2 separate regions of the Mus musculus genome follow, and region 2 is linked to region 1. A link is a contact called in public HiChIP or PLAC-seq data. All regions are on one chromosome and are shown on one strand. Each heading gives the region's core, a stretch centred on a gene start, on an enhancer-like site or on the middle of the called end of the contact. The rest is flanking DNA. Distances are from core to core; before and after follow the strand shown. Region 1 holds the start of A930005H10Rik (RIKEN cDNA A930005H10 gene). Region 2 overlaps Slc30a7 (solute carrier family 30 (zinc transporter), member 7).

The links. HiChIP or PLAC-seq counts read pairs in DNA pulled down with a chosen protein or histone mark.
Region 2: a BATF HiChIP or PLAC-seq map of CD8 T cells shows a contact between it and region 1, with 6 read pairs. The contact joins the enhancer-like site here to the promoter of A930005H10Rik in region 1. A contact is called at or near these places in 1 of 39 promoter capture datasets (the 3T3-L1 cell line), 1 of 15 datasets of contacts at CTCF or cohesin (the NIH/3T3 cell line), 2 of 484 Hi-C or Micro-C datasets (both in muscle stem cells), 3 of 115 datasets of contacts at active chromatin or transcription factors (CD8 T cells, the SCID.adh cell line and thymic regulatory T cells) and 3 of 9 other capture datasets (adipose tissue, liver and pancreatic islet).

The regions. Positions count from the first base shown.
Region 1 is chr3:115,885,347-115,890,416 of GRCm38.p6, forward strand. It overlaps A930005H10Rik (RIKEN cDNA A930005H10 gene), which reads right to left and starts at 2,784. Exons shown (of 2, transcript NR_015487.1): 1 at 2,418-2,784. Dph5 (diphthamide biosynthesis 5) reads left to right here and starts at 2,837. Exons shown (of 8, transcript NM_027193.2): 1 at 2,837-2,931; 2 at 3,094-3,251. The coding sequence starts at 3,117.
Region 2 is chr3:115,950,089-115,954,988 of GRCm38.p6, forward strand. Slc30a7 (solute carrier family 30 (zinc transporter), member 7) reads right to left here. Exons shown (of 11, transcript NM_023214.7): 10 at 3,964-4,113. Among named protein-coding and RNA genes, the nearest start is that of Mir669n, 27 kb to the right of the region's middle. Within about 2 kb of position 3,408, at least 29 of the 459 cell types and tissues checked have an H3K27ac peak or open chromatin away from gene starts, as enhancers often do. A contact at or near this core is called in CD8 T cells, where this site is marked.

The DNA of each region.
Region 1 (5,070 bases), core at 1,534-4,033:
TCCCTCACCTCCCCATCCAACTCTACGCCTTCTTTATCTTTTTAGAAAACAAACAGCAAATAAAAAAGCAAAACAAAATTTCTTTAAAAAGCGAAAAAAGCACAGAAACCACACGGACACACATAAACATAAAAACAAAAACCATAAAAAAACAAAACTAGAAACCTTAGTACACTAGCAAAAAAGTAGGAAGACAAAACAACAACAACAAAAACCACCCAAGCAAATCAATGTAAGACACACATTTACAGATATACCCTTGAGTTTGTTTTGTGTGGGCCATTGACAGCTGGACATGGGACCTATACAGGTATGCAGTTTTAAAGAGACTCAGCTATTTTATAGACACATTACTTTAGTAGAGGAGACTCCTTTGCTTAGAGGCTGGAGACCTCTGGGGAGACTTCCTGAGTGTAAAGGATCGGTAGTGGGAATCTAGGCTGATGACGAGACAGGCTTTAATGTTCAGATGAGCTGAGGTGTCAGCAGGGTGCATGTGGCTGCATGCTTTGGGCACAGAACTACAGGTGGGTCAATACCACTGAAAGAACGCTCATGGTATGTAAGGGGACCAGGGAGGCAGGTACTCAACATCCCATAGATGGGAAATTTAAGAGCATGGGGTTTCTTTTGCCAAAGTTTTTTTTTTTTTTTTAGAAGGGGGATACTATTTTTAGGGTGTATCTTTACTAGTCCTCCCTGGTTTCTGTGAAGACACATTTGAAGGGAACAAGATGGGAAGCTAACAGAGTAATAGAGCTAGGATCTGAACCAACACAGTGATAGTCAGTATGGTTTCTGACAGAGAAGACCTGGCAGTACGTGTGGGGGTGACTAATATCTGGGTTGGGGGAATGTCAAACCTACCCGATACAGAGTCAGATACCACGCAGGTAAAGAAGGTGATGAATCCAGCTCTGGATGTATAGAACTGGATAGGTTTCCGGATTATCAGGTTTGATTCCCAGCACTCACATGGTGGCTTATAAACATCTGTAACTCCAGTTCCAGAGATTTTGGTACCGTCTTCTGACCTCCATGGGCACAGGAACACATATGGTACACAGACATACAGACAGGGAAAACATTCACACACATAAAATAATCTAAAAAGAACTTTGAAAACCATTTCTCTAGATTTTTTTTTGGGCGGGGGCGGGGTTCAAGACTCACTCTGTAGACCAGGCTGGCCTCAAACTCAGAAACCTGCCTGCATCTGCCTCCCGAGTGCTGGGATTAAAGGTGTGCACCTCCACTGCCCGGCTAGACAAGTTTTAAAATGCTTATCTGTTATTAGCCTATCTTATTTGTTATCACTCAAAATCTTTTGTACATTTTTCCACATTGAGTTGTTTTCTTGTTCCATTTAAGAATCCATTAGATTTGAATTCATCTTCAGTTTATTATTAATTTGTTTGTGTGTGGGGGGGTGTGGGGGTGTGTGTGGGTGTGCCAGCCTGTGGTGGTCAGGGGAGACCTCTGTGGAGTTGTTTTTCTTCCACCTTTAACTGGGTTCCAGGATTAAACTCAGGTTGTCAGACTTGCGTGACAAGTTCCTTTACCAGCATCTTGATAGCCTTCCTTTGGTTTGTTTGCTCTGTTGACAAGTCTTTTGTCAAATTTCTGGTTTGCAAACATTTTCTCTCAGTGTACGACTTCAGTCTTTTGAAGGGAGTTTTTATTATTAAAGTATGACTTTTTTTCCTCTCTCTTTGCAACATGCCTTTTATAGCATACCTGAGAAATCTCTCCCTGGATAGGTCAGATTTTCTTTTCTTTTCTTTTTTTTTTTTCTTCTGTTATAATTTTAGGTCTTTCCATTTACACCATGATCTATTTTGAGGTGTATGTATTTTAATATGGTGCAAAGAATAAATCAATTTAGTGGGAACAGGGAGAATCAGGTCTTCGTGCACCCTTGGAGGAAAAGGCTAGACTTAAGAAAAATCTGAAAGGCCATTACATTGTGCCAAGAGAAGCAATGAACTGTCTTCCCAACTTGGATAAAGTTACCAGTGAATTTAGGAAGAGCATCTGCAGTGTAAACTTTTCGCTTACTGGAGCTGCGTGTAACCAATCTTTAAGAATCTCTGCAACAACCGCTGAGAGGTTTAAAGCACTTTCCTTTTTGTTATGCGCTTCCCGCCATAGAACTACTTTCTTTTTTAAAATTATCCTTTGGTTAGCATACTAAGTAATGGGCTTCATTATGGCATTTTTCATCCGTATATGTCATCACATTCGTATTTAGTCATCCCTTGAGCACTCTTAAAAGGTCACTCTCCACCGAGGGTGACTAAGGCAGATTCCCTTGAGGCATTCTGGTATCAGATCCCAGGGACAAACCCCTAGAAGGAGTCACAGCCCCCCCCCCCCCCCTGGGAACTTAACAACCACACTCAGCAGGGCAAGCCAACCTGTCCCCTCACCAGGGTGACTTCTGGTTAAATTGCGACAGATCTACAGAGCGGGAATTCAAAGCTGAGCAAACGCGGGGTCGGTCAGGGAAGTCCCTCCGGTTGTTCCTGCCAGTGTGCGTCTGGAGGGCGATTGGGAGCTATCGTCATCAGCCCGGACGCCCTTTGGGGATGTTTGAGTCCTGGCTTGCCGGGAGCGTGGGCACGCTGGGTCCTTTCCAGGCGCACAGCTGGACCCATTCCTGACCCTTGACCTCTGCCCGGGAGTCAGCGAGTCCTGGAGGGCCTTGCGGGGGGTATGCGATCGCTCTATAGCTCGTTCCTGGAGCGGTCTGTCATCTCCGCCTCCTGCCAGTCGTAAAGTGCTGTGAAGGGCTCTGCGCTTTACGGCGCCGTTAGGTGAGACCCGGAAGCTCTGTCTCTGATGGGCACATGGTTTGGGGACTGCAATTATTAAAAGGCTGCAGTGAGACTTTGAGGGACGTCAGCGAATCACCTCCGAGTCTCTAAGCGGGTAATCGGATCACACTTTTAAAAACAGTCATTCCATTATTTTCTAAGAGTATGCAGGAGTGTCGGACGCACGCAGGGTGCCACCTTGGTTTTTATGTTCATCCCTAGACTTTAGGTCCCCGGTGTTAGCTGACGTTTTTCTGTTGTTCACTTCGCTCTGCAGTCTCCCCATCCCTGGAGTTCGGAATGCTTTACTTGATCGGCTTGGGCCTGGGAGATGCCAAGGACATCACAGTCAAGGGCCTGGAAGTTGTGAGACGATGCAGTCGCGTGTATCTGGAAGCCTACACCTCAGTCCTGACTGTAGGGAAGGAAGCCCTGGTACGTGATTAAAGTCCCCAGGCCTCTGGGGAAGACATCTAGCTAGCGTCCGATTCTCCTACCCTAGACTGCACAGACTCTAAGCGTCTGCTTTTTTTTTTTTTTTTTAAGCCCCTGTAAAACACACACCCTGTCCATTAAGATCTACTTCATACTCAGTGACTTGGGAAATGAAACGGTAGTTTGTCCTACTTTACAAGTCTAATTTTGTGCCTTTCTCCAGTAAATAAAAAAAAAAAAGTTATTTTACACTCTTGGGGATAGTTATCAAATCCGTTATTTCATGAGCTAGCCAGACATCCTTTCCGAGTTGAGTGCTAATGAGGTGCTGACACAGGCTTAATGAGTTGCTTATACATTCAGCAAGCGATCTGAAAGCTTCCGTCTTTGAAGTAGTTCCATAGGGAACAGCGATCTCATTTTTTTTTGTCTGCAACATAGCCAAAGAGACCTTACATGTACTCTCCCAGGAAGGCTGTCATTCCCACATGTACATATAGAGTGACTAAGTAACCAGAGGATGTATTAGTGCATTATATACCTTAAACAGGGTAAATATGTAAATAATAGTTACAACAAGAAGGGTCAGTTTCTGCTTGATTGTCAAACTTAAAGTGAACCCTATATTGAGATAAGATGCTGATGTGTTGTTAGAGGAGGAGAGGAAGGTTTTTTTGTTTTGTTTTGTTTTTTTAAATTGTCAAGTCTTCCATATAAAAGTGTGGGCCAGAGAACTTCCGGTCATATCTCTCAGATTCACAACTCAGAATTTTGAAGGTTTCAGGGTTATGTTAAAAATCTTGAATCCTAAATAGGCTTCTTCTTAAGTTGGTCATGAATTAGAAAAAAAAAAAAAAAAGTAGTGTTTAATGGTCAGTTTGACTTGCTGGCCACACTTGTCGGTGTTTATACTTACTTCAAGATGATAGAAATATGTCTTGGATCAGTGATCAGAAACTATAATGGACCTAAAACCATTTGAGAAAATAGATAACTGGCAGGTTAATCGAATAGAATATTAAACACAGCCAGGGCTACACAGAGAAACCCTGTCTCTAAAACAAAAACAAAAACCAAAAACAAACAAAAAGGGAAGACAGGCAGTCGTGGCACACACCTTTAATCCCAGCACTTGGGAGGCAGAGGCAGGCAGGTTTCTGAGTTCAAGGCCAGCCTGGTCTACAGAGTAAGTTCCAGGACAGACAGGGCTACACAGAGAAATCCTGTCTCAACCCCCCACCCCCAAAAAAGCAAAAAACAAAAGAATATTAGACAATAGCTTAGAGCAAAATTGGGACATAACTTGTTTTGCCTTGTGACATGTCCCTGGACAATTCCTTTACATTTAATTTCTTATAAATTGAGGTCAGGATGTGTTTGCCTTCTAGGCTCTTAGAACAGTGTCCATCACAAAAGTTTTCAGACATTTTAGCTGCTAGCAGATATATTTCCAAATTTCTAAATGCTAGTTTCTCCATTTGTCAAAGAAAAAATAACCAATTGAAAGTTATATAGTATTTATTAAGGTGTATGTGAAAATGCTTTATAAATTATAAGTGTTAGTAAATATTAATTTTTCAAGGTTTTCCCCTAAGCATAAATGTAATTATTAGGGGTCTGGGCTTACCTTACCTATAAGTAAATTTTGTGTAGTTTTTTTAAGGTACCAGAATATCTGTTATTTCATAGTGATAAGTGTTGATATTTTTGGAACATTTATTTTGCTGTTTTGTTTATTTTCCTGACAGTGCTTGGAATTGAACCCAAGGTCTCTCAACATGCTCCACAATTGCTTTGCCACAGAGCTACAATACCCAGC
Region 2 (4,900 bases), core at 2,158-4,657, 65 kb after region 1:
AAGGTAATTAGTTATTTAAACCCTTCTAAGTTCACTGGCCCTGCCTCCACCCCAAAATTAGCCTGGTACTGCAGGCTTGGGCTATCACCACGCAATACTCATTGTTGTGTAAAGAAGTTACAGTTAGAAAACAGTCAGGAACATGACTATAGAAATTGTTGTTTTACTTGTATTTTCTATGGGCCAAAGCCATACATGTTTTTGTTTGACATTTTTTGATGGAACGTGTTAATCTTTATCACTTTAGAATGCAAAGGAGGGGCTAGAGAGATGGCCCAGAGATCATGAGCACCAGAGGAGTCATGTTCAATTAGCATCCACATGGCAGCTCACAACTATCTGTAACTCCAGTTCCAGAGGCCTTCTTGTGGCCTCTGCTGACACCAGGCACACATATGGTGCACAGACATACATGCAGGCAAAACACCCACACACACAAACATTTTTTAAAATGTTGAATGAAGTCATGTAAAACCATCTTACTTTTCCATGAAAGAGACTACAGAATTAATGAAATGTAACTAACCATGACTGAATTATAAGTCAAGAATAACAATATACCAGGTTATCATGGCGCCCCTGTTATCTCAGTGCTCCAGAAGCAGAAGCAGAAGCAGAAGCAGGGGCAGGAGGATTGCAGCTTTGAAGCTGCCCTAGCTACAGAACAACTTCAAGGCTAGCCTGGGCTACCTAGTGAGACAGTGGGAAAAACCAAGAACTGAGGATACAGTTCAGTGTTTACTTAGCATCCCCAGACCACCACCATCAAAAACAAAAAATAATAATAATAAAAGGAAAGAAAACAGATCTGGTTTCTTTCTTAGAACCCACCCTGTGGTAACTGATCCATTAATTCCTGTCGCAGTACCTGTCACTGTCAGGAGGCACCAGCATTGCTGCTGCTGCTGCTGCAAGCCCTGTCACCACCACCAAGGAGTCAACGAGCACTGGCACTCTACAGTGTAATGTGCAACACAAACCTAGGGGTGCAGAAGACCCAGGGCTGTCAATCAGCCTCCTGAACGTTAGGTACATACGACAAAGTAAAATAAGAGAAAGATGGCCAAGAAAGTGTCTGCCGAGCAGGCAAGCAACATCAATACTCAGTGAACACTAAAGCCCATTACAAAAAGGTTAAAAACAAGTTGGCAAGGGTAGAAAACCAGAAACGAAGTCAGAGAAGGGGAGATGACCCTTTCTTCTGTGTGTATCCTTCAAGCAGACAACACAGGCCTGAATGAGCCACTGGTCAGTCAGAGGGAGGCTTCTGAACACAGGAGGCTGGAGGAGGCGGAGGCTTCTGTAACTTAGAGACTCTGACTTGTGTTTGGGAGGAGGCTTTTTAATTCCTTCCTGGATATAACTGCTCACTTCTATTTTGAGGTCAGAGAACAGAGCACAAAAGGCAGAAGCAGGAAGCCAGGGGCTCAGGATGCTGGGGGCTTAGGACTTAGCAGGCACCATGGGGAGAGAGAGCAGGGACAGGGAAATGAAGGAGGGCTCCGCCAGGAGAGAGTGTGGAGGAGGTCTGGCTGTCTTCTGTGCTCTGGGTAACCAAGTAGCATAATGAACCCCAGGCATATTCTAGATCTCTGAATATATTTAAGACTTTTTTCTTCAAACATCACTTCTAACGAAACAGAGCATATTTAAAAATTCAAGGTTGTAATTTTAAAATTCAAGGTTGTAATTATAACTGTGAAGTATACCGTGAAAAGATTAACAAGTGATCATGGCCAGTTTAAAACAAAAACTTTGGACCACCAAATTGCTTTCTAATCCCGAGCCTTACTTTCTGTTCTGTTTCTAAGTAAACACAAAAAGCAAACTTTCCATCCCTCCAGGTATCAACTGGTAATTTCGAAAACTATTAGGTGTAGAATGAGGAAGACTCTGACTGACACACAGGGAAACCTAGGGCCTGAGCACTAGGCTACACCTAGCTGGTAACCCCGGAGCCTGAGCACCGGAGCGACTGCGGCAGCTCCTTTCCCTACACTACACGCCTGTACACAAGCCCATTTCTTTAGCTCCTTGAAAGAAATGAGTGACCTGGAAAATGGAATTACCGAGGATGATGATGCCCCAGAGTTCTAAAGTCACCACAGACTTAGCATCCGAGTACTAAATAATAGAACCGTACAACTTTCTGATTTCCATTTCTTTCAATTCAAAGCCCATCTCTTCCACTCTTAGGGTCAGCTGTAAGGGAGACAAGCAAAGTTCAACAAATGCAGGAGAGACTCAGCAGCAAGTTCTCCTGCTTTAGAACCAAGACCAGAAACTTTCAATACGAGAAAGCATCGGTGTATTTAAAAATCTGATCTAGTTACTTCTGTATCTGTTCATTTTGTGTGGTTGCTTGGGGAGGTCAGGAGTCAATTCTCTCTTCCTGTCCCTGAGGTCAGGTCCCCAGGCCAGGCAGCAAGGCACTTTACCTGCTGAGACATTTCACTGACCTGAGGGTCACGATTATTTTCCCCTCCAAAACAAAACAAAAAACAGTAAGTGAGAGGTTTCAATTTGACAAATGAGAGTTATGAGTAAGATGTAACTTAAAATACGAAGTAATTTAACAATTTACATTTCATGAAATGAAATTTGTTACAGAAACCCCTGATATTTACTCATGCAACAAGAACATTGCAGAAAAAGAAATAAATTATTTAACTGTCCTATTCTAGTATGTGAGAACTAAAATAGATTAAAATCATTAGGCATAGGAATAAAAGTTATTTTAGAGATGTGACCCTGCCCCCTTGCTCTCCTGTGTGTGGTGGGGAATGCGTTTGAGTATTCTCACAGCTAGCCTCAAAGGACTCTCTGGTAGCTACAGGGAATGGAATCAACTAGTCAGGACCTTAGCTGATAAAAAAGGCTGAAAATATTCAATGCCCAAATACAGTTTCTGAAACAGACGAGGCAGCTGAAGGAACTTTAATATTTCCTGTTTCTAAAATCCAGGTTTGTGCCTCAGGAGGCCTCCCTGTGGTCCGAGATTACAGTCCAAGCAGCCCGGACAGACAGTGGCTGCTAGCACAGGTCACAGAGTAGGAAGCACATTCCTTTTCACTGGGAACACTGCCTGAGTGGCAAAGCCATTAGCATCAGGGTGCTCAGGAGTCCCAGGAGGCCCAGAGGAGGCCCACAGGAGGCTCATAGGAGGCCCACAGGAGGCCCAGAAGACCCACAGGAGGCATACAGAAAGCCCAGGAGACCCACAGAAGTCCCAGGAGGCCCACAGGAGACCCACAGAAGCCCCACTTCGAGGGCAGCAGCAGCACTAGAAGCCACAGGATGAGGGAGGGTGGTAGTCTGGAGAAGGCAGCCTGCAGGTTACTGCCACATTGTTCTCCTTGGCCCTGAAACATGGAGTCCGTATGAGAAGAATTTAGACATACTGCCTGGGCCTCCAAGGTTTCATTATGAAAGCCACGGTGATACACATTTATATAGATGAGTCACATTTATATACTGTGTCTTCTCAGAAAGCTGCTAAAATTCCAGACAAGTAGAATCAGCGCACAGTATTAACTGCATCAAAGATTAGGATTATGTAAAACCTAATTAACATTATATCTGTCAGTAATTCATTCATAAGCAACCTAAGCATGTGTGTCTCTCATCAGGAGGCAGAATCTCTCATTTATGTAATGCCTTGAACTTAACTAGAGTGCGTATTCTATTCATGTCTGAAGATGTGAAGGCAGAGAAAGAGAAATATGTACGTAGTGACATTCGTAACAGAAAAGTAACTCTGCTTAGAGGAATGTTTAGACTCCAGCCAACAATACTAACTAAAATAGAAGGCCCTAGATCAAGTCTAAGCTTGACTCTGACTGAGAGCATTTCCTCCTTTACTTTAGTAGCTTCTATATTTGATATGTTAGTTATAGGATTTTTAAAGCTAGCAAGATACAAGGAAATATACGTTTCCTAAAAGAGATTTCTAACAAGTCATACCTGAGTAAAAATATTATGCGTTTGGCTTAAGATCCACCTGGCGTCAGCATCAGGGGCTACCACGAGCTTCAAGGTTCCCACGTAAACATCAGAACAGAGTGTCCAGAAGTGCTGTTCTTGCAAGTTGTAAACTCCTTGTAACTGTTGCACCTGAAACACCAGGCAGACGTCAGCATGGAGAACAAGCCGCCTCCCACCCAAATACGATTATGACGGGAGACAGAAAGGTGGACTCGACCACCTACTTAGAAGGACAAATGCCTATGGAGTACTCAGTGTGTTCCAGGTGACCCTGAGACAGGTTAGGGTCAGAGAATGAATGAACACTTATCGGAAGTTCTAATTTTAACACATCAGTCAGAGCAGTGCAGGCAAGCAATGGAGCTAGAAAAGAGGATAAACCAGGCCACAGAAGTGAGCGGAGGTAAAGGACGGAAATCAACACATGCTTGGGAATGAGAGAACTCGTTATACAGAAAAGGCTCCTGGAGAAAAGATTAAGAGGCTAGAGGGACGTTTGATCTGTCTGTCTGTCTGTCTATCTGTCTATCTACCTGTCTGTCTATCTATCTATCTATCTATCTATCTATCTATCTATCTATCTATCTATCTATCTATCATAAAGACACAATTTTGAATACAAACCCAAAATGGATTTTGTAAATGGAAGAAATAGTTATTTTTCAGCTCCACAAACTCTGTTTCTGGCTCTTTGCCCTGTGCTCTGGGTCTGGAGGTGAACACAGAGCTGAAAAGAACAGACATGTCCTCTGCCACTGTCCTCACCACAGCCATCTCAATGCTGCAGACGCTCTTCCATCCTCAGTACGCGCACACACACACACACACACACACACACCCCGCCCTGAGATCCCAACCCGGGGCCTGCACATGCTGGCTAGCACTCTACCCCTGAGCTACTTCCTTGGCCTGACTT